2 separate regions of the Ovis aries genome follow, and region 2 is linked to region 1. Evidence: chromatin contacts called from public Hi-C data. All regions are on one chromosome and are shown on one strand. The core of a region is the stretch at or near the end of the contact, and the rest is flanking DNA. Distances in the headings are between cores, read along the strand shown.

The links. Hi-C and Micro-C count contacts between places; a contact is called where the count stands out from the background.
Region 2: a contact with region 1 is called in a Hi-C map of liver, with 3 times the contacts expected there. The contact joins the enhancer-like site here to the promoter of TSHR in region 1. A contact is called at or near these places in 5 of 16 Hi-C or Micro-C datasets (hypothalamus, liver, muscle and 2 more).

What each region holds. Positions count from the first base shown.
Region 1 is chr7:90,436,414-90,441,145 of ARS-UI_Ramb_v3.0, reverse strand. TSHR (thyroid stimulating hormone receptor) reads right to left here and starts at 2,516. Exons shown (of 10, transcript NM_001009410.1): 1 at 2,304-2,516. The coding sequence starts at 2,473.
Region 2 is chr7:90,731,524-90,736,911 of ARS-UI_Ramb_v3.0, reverse strand. It overlaps STON2 (stonin 2), which reads left to right. Exons shown (of 6, transcript XM_042252819.2): 5 at 190-392; 6 at 2,311-5,388. The coding sequence ends at 2,394. It overlaps LOC114115657 (a long non-coding RNA gene), which reads right to left. Exons shown (of 2, transcript XR_006060482.1): 2 at 1-330. Among named protein-coding and RNA genes, the nearest start is that of GTF2A1, 39 kb to the right of the region's middle. Within about 2 kb of position 1,796, at least 3 of the 54 cell types and tissues checked have an H3K27ac peak or open chromatin away from gene starts, as enhancers often do. A contact at or near this core is called in liver, where this site is marked.

The DNA.
Region 1 (4,732 bases), core at 1,267-3,766:
TTAGTGACTAAACAACAATAACAAGGGCTGAAAGACAGGGTCCCTGGGTTAGACAAGTTCATTTTCTGCTAAGACAGGCACTCAAAGGGATAACAAGTTACAGAAAACCTGTGTGTTGGGGGGAGGCTGGAGTTCACGTGCAGGATGCTGTCAAAGGAACAGAGCTCACTGAGCCTAGGAGTCGTTGGCCAGGAGAGGCTTCCCGGAGGGAGTTAACCCCCAATCTGGACCTTGGAGTAGGAATCAGCCAGGTGAGGAAAAGAGAAAAGTCACTTTAGGCAGAGGACTAGAATGCAGAAGGAAAGGCAAAAGCAGCTTGCAGGAGCAAAGGATTTGAGGGAAAGTTCCAGAAATTCTGCTCAATAGCAGAAACTCTTTCTACCCCTGAAGTGTGACAGACCATGAGCCACGAGGTCTGAAAGACTGGACTAGGTCTCAAAGGATCTTGTAGGCTGCACAAAAGAACTTTATCACGGGAGCTGCAAGGAGTCAATGCAAGGGTTCCACCAAAACATCAAGATGCTAAGAACAGCTTTTCTTCTGGGGTGGCAGCATGGGCAATGAAGCAATACTTGGAGGCTGCACACAAGTACATACTTGTGCTGAAACGTTCATAACCTACTGCTAACTGCTGGAGGGAATTTTAAACACAACTTTACCATTGCTTTCCATTTATCTACCTGTGCTTACTGACCTTAACTGGGTTTAACCAGTTAAGTAAATAGGAAAACAAGTAAATAGGTAAACAAGATTGTCTTTACTATTCTTTCTTACCATTCTGTTTCTGATCACCCAAAAAAGTCTTCTTCCCTTGATTACATTCATCCTCTCAATTGTCATTGACTTAAATGTGTGTTAAGGAACAATGGGCTTCCCTTGTGGCTCAGACAGTAAAGAATCTGCCTGCAATTCAGGAGATCCAGCTTTGAGCCCTGGGTCGGGAAGATCCCTTGGAGAAGGGAATGGCAACCCATTCCAGAATTCTAGCCTGGAGAATTCCATGGTCAAAGAGCCTGAAGGGCCACAGTCCATGGGGTCCCAAAGAGTTGGACACGACTAAGCAACTAACTCTTTTACACTCAAAGCTTATTTAACATTAGGCTTCTAATTTGGTAACATTTAACATGCAGATAAAAATATACTATTTGGAATTTCATCTCTTTTTATCTTTACTGCGCTTACCCAAAAGGAGGTTTCTGGATGTACTACATAAGTAGGTGTGGCTTCCCAGGCAGCTCAGTAGTAAAGAATCTGCCTGCCAATGCAGGAGATCCGGGTTTGGTCCCTGGGTTGAGAAGATCCCCTGGAGAAGGAAATGGCAACCCACTCCAATATTCCTGCCTGGAAAATTGCATGGACAGAGGAGCCTGGCGGGCTACAGTCCATGAGATTGCAAAAGAGCTGGACGCAACTTAGTGACTAAACAGCAACAATAAGAAGTGGGGAGTTCATCATTGAGTGAGTAACACATATACTTCATGCAAACTGTAAAGGGTATTCCATAAGGGCAGGTGTTCCATCTGTAGATTCAACTAACCCTGGATTGCATATACTCAAGGGTGGGGTACACGGCATTCCAGAAAGTTCCAAAAAGCATAACTTGAATATCCCCCACACTGGCAACTATTGACAGAGAATTTACATTGTTTTTTAACATTATTTATATAACATTTAGACTGTTTTAGGTTTTACAAGTAATCTAGAGGTGTTCTAAAGTGTACAGGAGGATGTGCATAGGTGATATGCAAATACTTCACTCGAATATCCTTGGATTTTGGTATACACAGGGGTCCTGGAGCCAATGGCCGTGGATACTGAAAGATGACTGTAGTTTAAAAAGAGCCCTGATTAAATTCCATCAACTATTTGATGAATCAAGAAACCTACTAAGATAACTTCTCATCTAGAAAGACTATAAAAATTGAAACACTTTTTTTTAAAACAATTTTTCATCACCCAAAATGAGATCAAAAAGATCAGTTCTTGAGTTGTCAGCAAGCTCGTTTACATTTTAAGTAAAATTGAGATTCTGGCTGAGGCAAAGTGCAGAAAAACAACTCTCTTAGAAAGGACAACTGTCACTTTTCATCTTGTACTAAAGTTTTGTTAACTTCTGCGTTATGAATAACTGGGGTATCATCAATACCATGTTTGGGTACTACACGTACAGACACACAGACACACACGCGCACAGACACACACACGCCCTCTGGCCTGTTCTCAAGCTCTTTTTACGCACTTCCAGCCTCCTTCCCCAGCTGCCTGGGACTCCTGGGTTCCCCCTCTCCTCCCCAGGTACTCACAGGGTCTGCGTGCTGGGGGGTAAGCTAGGGATGCGCTGGATGTCCTTGCAGGTGACTCTGAAGTCGTCCTCCTGGCGGCATTCGCAGGGCGGAGACGGACACCTCTCCCCCCAGAGGCTGCTGGGCAGGACCAGAAGCAGCGCCAACCGCAGGAGGGGCGTCGGCCGCATCGTCCTCGGGGCCCCAGGCTACCTCTGCGTGCTCCGCGATCGCCTCCCTCTCATCCCTCTGCGCCTCGAGCTCCTCGAGGCCAAGAGAGACGGCGCGGGGCGGGAGGGAGGAGGGCTCGATGGTCTGTGACTTCAGCACCAAGCCGGAGGCTGGAGAGGGCACCGAAGAGGCTCTTAAGGGCTCCGTCGCCCTGGCAACCCTGCGCCCAAACTAGCTCCCCGGCTTCGCTCTCCGCGCCCCTAGCCTCGTCTGTTCCCTGCCTCCCTCTGCCCTCCAACCTGCCCCGACGCGCTCCTCGCCTCGCCTTCCTCCCAAAAGCCTGGTTGGGACTTCCCCTCCTTTGCTGGTCCCTAAACCCAACGGGCCACCCCATTTTCCCGCGGCCCCCAGGGAACTGCCTCTCCGGATCCACGCGCACGCACCCTCTCTAAACGGAGAAAGTTCCAGCGGAACGGACTGTCCTCCTGGGGAGGACTCGGGTCCCGCAGAACTTCAGCTCTCCCTGGCCCAGGGTGCCTCTGCCCGAGGGTCCGAGGCAGGCACGCGTGGCCGGGCAGCCCGCGATGTTGCCGAGGCGCGCCTCTCGCGCAGGATCCTCGCGGGTCCCGCGGGGCGCGCGCTGACACTCGCGCAGATAGCCGCGGGGGCTGGCCTGGCGGCCGGCTCTCAGCTCGGCGCACGGCCGGGCAGGCGGTGGACTCTGGCGCCACCTGGTGGGCAGACCCCGAGACGGCGGAAACTGTTCAGTCCATTTCAGCCGTTCAGTCGTGTCCCACTCTGCGACCCCATGGACCGCAGCACGCCAGGACTCCCTGTCCATGACCAACTCCCAGAGCTTGCTCAAACTCATGTCCATCTTTGGTGATGCCATCCAACCATCTCATCCTCTGTCGTCCTCTTCTCCTCCCGCCTTAAATCTCCCAGTATCAGGGTTTTCTTCAATGAGTCAGTCCTTCACATCAGGTGGCCAAAGTATTGCAGGTTCGGCTTCAGCATCGGTCCTTCCAGCAAATATTCAGGACTGATTTCCTTTAGGATGGACTGATTGGATCTCCTTGCAGTCCAAGAGACTCTCAAGAGTCCTTTCCAACACCACAGTTCAAAAGCATCAATCCTTCGGTGCTAAGCTTTCTTTATGGTCCAACTCGCACATCCATACATGACTATTGGAAAAACCACAGCCTTGACCAGACGGACCTTTGTTGGCAAAGCAATGTCTTTGATTTTTAATATGCTCTCGTAGCTTTTCTTCCAAGGAGAAAGAGTCTCATCCCCTATCATCCCCTTCTCCTCCTGCCTTTCCCAGCATCAGGGTATTTTCCAATGAGTCACTTCTCATCAGGTGGCCTAAGTATGGCAGTTTCAGCATCAGTGCCTGTGGCTTAAACGGAACTCGGAATACAGTGCTTGCGATGCTGGAATTGAGTCCCACCTGATAAATTCTGGTCTGCCCAGAAATATTATCGACCCCATGGATCACCCCAGAAGATGGGAAGAAAAAGAAGACTCAAGGGGAAAACTATCATCTACTCATCATTCTTCATGCAGTAACTAACAAGATAATCCAAAATAGAAATTGGATTGTGCCTGTTTCTCTCTTAAAAGCTTTACTGTTGCTTACTAATTCTTCTTGAGATAAAGAGAGTATCATTCACATAGTACACGCTTCTACTTATATGAACTTCTGGGATGTGGGAGAAGCTATGGTGAAGGAAATCAGAACTATGTTTAGGGGAGATTGGGAAAAGACAGGAGAGAACTTACGAGGGTTATAGAAATTTTCTATATCTTGACTGCACATAGGTGGATGCATACATTTTCCAAAATTCACCAAACTGTGCAGTTTAAATATGTGCATTTCAATTTTTGTAATGACTTTATTCATATTCCACCCAAACTGGAAACCACCCAAATGTCCTTCCTCTAGAAACAAAGAGTGGTATTAATACATCCATATAATGGAATATTATTTCACAACCAAAAGAAGAAATAAAAATTTCAAATAAAATTAGATTTAAATTCTACAGACTGACCAATAAAGCCCTGCTCTGTGATTAGTTACTCAGTGTCTCCGACTCTTTGTGACCCCATAGACTGTGGCCCGCCAGTCTCCTCTGTCCATGAGGGTTCTTCAGGCAGGAACACTGAGTCAGTTGCCATGCCCTTCTCTAACAGTCCTGCTATAGGTGCCGGTAAAATTTTGCTGTAAAGAACCAGCAGTTCTGCTGCTGCTGCTGCTGCTAAGTCGCTTCAGTCGT
Region 2 (5,388 bases), core at 547-3,046, 300 kb before region 1:
AAATGAGACGGTGTTACGTCCAGAGATCTGAGGCATATACGTGCAGTGTGGTTTCTGCCGAGGCCAGTCCTCTGCTCAGCGCTGGACCCTCTGAAAGGCTGCCAGGCCTCCTTTGTTTGTTACTCAGGCTCTCCTTCCATTTCTTCGCCAAAGAACCCGAACCCTAGAATCTTTGTTTTTCTTTTATAGCTTCTGGTCACCCACACTGTTTCTTCTGCCACCTTGAACTTGGCTCGGACCGGGAAGTGCCTTCCAGATTTGCCAATCACGTGAACGTCGAGTTCAGCATGCCTACAACGTCTGCCTCCAAAGCTGCTGTGAGATCCATCTCTGTGGAAGACAAGACTGACGTCAGGAAGTGGGTCAATTATTCTGCACACTACAGCTACAAGGTAGCCTCGGGGGGCATCTGGCTAATGCTTCCAAGTCTGTCTATTTACCCCCAAACGCTCCCTGCTCCCATTCCTTTTAGCAGTGCCCGCCCAGGGTGCAGACGGGCGCTCCGGCCACCGTGGAGGTGGCCCAGCACGCATAGCTGTGGTTTAGTCTGCTCAGAGCTAAATGAATAATCCTGCTAGTGGGCAACAGAAAGGCTGGAAAGAGAAATAGAGGCTAATGAAAGAGGAGGATATAATGTCTCAGTTGTCACGAACAATGACAAAAGAGTCACGGGGTAAGGGGATTATTATTACTCGTTTATCATATAATTTATGTGCAGGGGAGTGGGCTTGGAAGTGCAGGCAGGCTCAGGAGAATGCTAACTCTAAGCATATATTTCAGCTGCAGATGTTGGTGAAGTGGATCTGAGTGAGGTTAAGACACATCTGACCTGGTCACTGGGCTGTAACAGAGCAATCTCGAAAGCCGAGCAAACCTTTATAGTAGTAACAGGATCAGGGCTGTAAAGGGGGCTGTGAAGCTGGAGAGTTCGGACATAAAGAGTGATTATATCCTGGGGAATTAAGAGAGATTCAGTAGGAAGAGATGCTAGTGGTAAAGAGCCTGTCTGCTAATGCAAGAGATGTTGAGGTGCAGGTTCCATCCCTGGGTTGGGAAGATCCCCTGGAGGAGGGCAGGGACACCCACTCCAGGATTCTTCCCTGGAGAATCCCTTGGACAGAGGAGCCTGGCTGGCTAAGGTCCATAAAGTTGCAAAGAGTCAGACACAACTGAAGCAACTGAGCACACACATGCAGGAGATTAAATGCCAAAGACGATGGAAAATGGGCAAGGGGGCGGGGGGCACACTGAAGAGGGATTTGGCAAAGCGGTTTAATAATTTTCTATTCATAATAACACCCTTGGATTTATACCATCATTTAATTGTTCTTTAAATATTTCCTTAGTTGTGCAATCCAAAACATTCAACTACCGAAAAGAACAAATACTCCATCTTGTGGCCAGGAAAAAAAACACAAAACTCAGCACTTCAAACATGACCATAGTCAGCTGTTTTGTCTGAATTCTTTCCCTCATTATTATAAATATGGGTATTGAGAGAAGCAGCTTTCATTATGAAGCTCCGTAACTCAAAAGATTCACTGCCTGACATATCAAAAGGCTTCAGATGAGCTATGTCACTCTCAAGACAAGATTAATTGATTAATCCCTTTATAGTTAACAGCTATAGTATTCTGCAAAAGATACAGGCAGAACTGTAAATACTATTGGACACTTTTTTTTTTTGGCTGTGCCGTACGGTAGGTAAGATCTTAGTTCACTGACCAGGGATTGAACCTGTGCCCCTTGCAGTGGAAGTGCAGAGTCCTGACCTTTGGACTACCAGGGAATTCTCTGCAGACTGTTTAAAGGGACAAAGTCATGGAGAGTGTAAACAGCCAACTGCAAAGAAATCCATTCATTTGATAAACCTTTGTGTATGCCTGTATTTTGGGGGTTTAATAGTTAAAAAGGGCCTGCCCTGTCTTACAGAGCCTGTGGTGTAGTGGGGCTGGGCAAGTGTACAGGGTGCAGAGGATATATACACAGGGGGGGCACCTGATTCTACCTGGGGAGTCAAGAATAGCTTTATAGGAGACTTTGAGCAACTGTGCAAGGCAAAGAAGAAGGATTTCCCAGGTGGACTGAGAGGGAGAGGAATTCCAGACCAAGCCAAGGGCATGTGCACATTCAAAGCCATGGTGTATACAGGCCCAGTAGCTTGGTGTAGCTAAACCCCAGAACATTAACCAAACTATAAGGATGGACTCTCAAAGAACCTAGTGAGGTTTTTCTCTTTTGGTTAGTTGTTGGGGTGTTTTCCTGATATTTCTTTCTGATTATTTCTCTCCGATGTCTATTCCTTGACAGGTGGAAATTGAGCAAAAAAAGAGTTTGAAGCTGGACTTGGACGGAGACAACATGGAAAATCCCAAGGAGTGCGGGGTCCAGTGATGAGGCTGTCTTGCAGGGGTTCCTGACCCAAGTGGCACAATAGGATGTCTTCCTGAATAGCTGAAATTCAAGTCAGTACCTAGCGTGGCTCCTCCCTGTGGGGAACAGGGTATGGACCATCCTGTTTGTAGTTACCTGTATTCTAACAGGAAACCCTAAGATGGCTGCCTGAGAGAGGCTCTGACTATGCTTGAAGCTGTCGGGTCCCCTGGCCTGTGGAGCTTACCGTATAATTAAGCCTCTTCTCCACTCTTGCTTATCTCACGGCTCTTAGGTGTGGCTTGTCATGAGTGATCATAGTCAGGAAAAGACCCCCCCCCGGCCCCCTAGTGTTGGTCAATCAATTTCTGGAAAACAGTTTTTTGAGAAGTTAATTAACCAAGACTCCACCTCCATCATTCCCTCTAGAGAAAAAAATGACAAAAGGTACAAAGCCAATTTCTTCTCTGGGTCTGCTAGACCTTTCATAGGTGTCTCCATGCTTCAAATGTTAGCACTATGCAAAGATGTTTCTGAAATGTTTTCTTCCGAGTTCGAGATTGAAACACTTTTTCCATCTTCTAAACTGTCAGTCCCAGGGTTCACCATCCTGAGTCACAATAGACAATGGGGAAAAGGGCACAATAGGATGCTTTTAAATTCCGTAATTAGCCCTGTATTCTGCAAAGAGTGGCTGTTGAAGGGAAAGCAAAATTGAGCTATTTTTCTTCGTTCCAGGGAAAAGGAACGTTCATTTCGAGATAATATTCAATTCAGGAGACAGCTTCAATCTCAGTGATTTTCTAAATTCACACTGAAAAATATATGCTATTTCTGACTCCTGAAATAAATGGATACATACATCTCAGGCATTTGTCAAGGGCATTTTGGGAACTCCATTTTATACCTCATAGCCAATAGACAGCTGTGTGTCTCTAACTCAGACTTTGTAGGAAATGTAATTTGAAAAAGATCATTTTAAGAGCTGTTTCAAAATTAAGCTTGTATGAGCTTTTCCTAGAAATTCACACTTTGATAATCACAGTATTCTAATAGATCTGAAAGGCAGAAGACTCTAGGGTAGAGATGGGGGAAGCCATATTTTTCTAATGTTGGGAGCCTTAAATCCTGATCCCAGGGATCTAGGACACTCAATATTCTTTCTCTTCATCTGTTCCTGCTCACATTCTGTACTTCCGCATCCCAAAGGGGATACTAGCTCAACAATTTAAAGGCAGCTTTTATTTGCCTTCTTAGTTCTCTGTTGAAGAAGAGAGTAAGGGGGGCAGAAAGTATGCCTATCAGATTTATAGATGACCCAGAAATAGACATATATATATAGTCTGTTGACTAGTAGATTCAGGATTAATTCATCCCATAAATATTCACTGAATTCTAACTATGTACTGACATTAGGATACAGAAATCATTATAATTTTTGAAATATGTGAACATAAGACTGAAACTAAAAGGATAAAATTGAACAGGCATTAATGAGAGACTCCCATATTCTGAGTTTCTTAAATGAAGTATAGATGAGGGCACCTATGTGTGTACGGATGTGTGTGTTAATGGGAAAGGTGTTAGAAAGTCCTGGTTTCACAGCAGTTTTTGTAGGAATGTTTTCTTAGGGAAATGTGAGTTCAGCTTTGAGTTAGGGGTATCTCACAGCTACACGAACACACTTGGCCTGTGGTTACAGAAATCCAGGGAGCCCTGCCCACGGCACAGCTCAGTCCACATCTGCATGGGGCATTGGGTTCCGTTCTGGGAACTGCATTTTAAGAGAGACATTAATAAATTGCATCCAGAGTCAGGTGGCCAGGACCATGAAGAGTCTGATTATATGTGGAACCGGGCAGTAGTTCCCCCGAAGAACAGAAGATAGTTGCAAAGGGATAAAGAGGGGATGATATAATAGCTACCTTGAAATCTCCATTGAATTATAAAAGGGGAGAGGAACTGGACTCTTCCTGCGTTGCTTCAAAGGGCAAAAAGAGGAGCTTAATAGATGACAAATATTTGCTTCAACACAAGAAAGAACCTTGTAATAGGAGTTATTCTAAAGAGGAATGGACTCAACTAGTAGAATTTCCGGTTGCTATAGATACCCAAGCAAAAGCTAAAATAACCCATCTCTCCTAAATGCCATGAAAGGGACTCTAGGATTGGATGTAGGCAAGATTCTTACCAAGATACTGATGTTTAGTTTCAATAGTAATAGGACTCTAACTCTACTTGATTTTATTTTGTAAGTGGCTTTGCATGCTCTTTGAAAAACAGTGAGTTCCTCTAGAGGTCTTTGTCAAGTGGGGGGACTCCAAGGCATAGTCCTTCCCCCCTTGTGCTAAAAGCTCCTGAGGATTCCTCATAGAAGCATTGAGATGGGTGGAAGAATTGCCAAGGTCAAGCATATTCTAGCACCTTCCTTACCCAAGTTTAGAGCCCATGCACCCTCTCAAGAGCTCTGCTTTACCTGCTAGCATCACATATGTATTGGTGGTTGGACCCTTTTTTCCTATTGGTTAATTCTCATTGCCTTTGTGCTTTACCTGGATTTTTTTTTTTTTAAACCAAGGGTTGGAAAACTTCCTTCCATACTATCTACATTCAGCAATCAAATTATCATTCATTTTTGAAAACTTAACACCTTGATTTCATCAGATTTGTTTTTCCTCTGTATTTTAGAAATTGCTTATGGGTAGCATTTAGGGAATTGCAAAATGTAAGACTACTTATTTTTAGACATAGTTTCTATGTAGTTTTGTTAATAGTCTACATAGAAAACACAGCTGGACAAATACCTTTTTGATATGCAGATTGTAAGTTTGCTACCCTGAATTTCTATTTTGTGTGTCTATAGCCACAAATACTCCTTTTCTATGTTATCAATAATGTGAAAATATTAGAAGTGAATTCATTTTACCAGTACACAGCCTGTTACTATTAGAACATAAATCAGATATCCCTTGATATCAAGAGCTGTGCTTTTTTTTTTTTTTTGAGGCTGGTGAC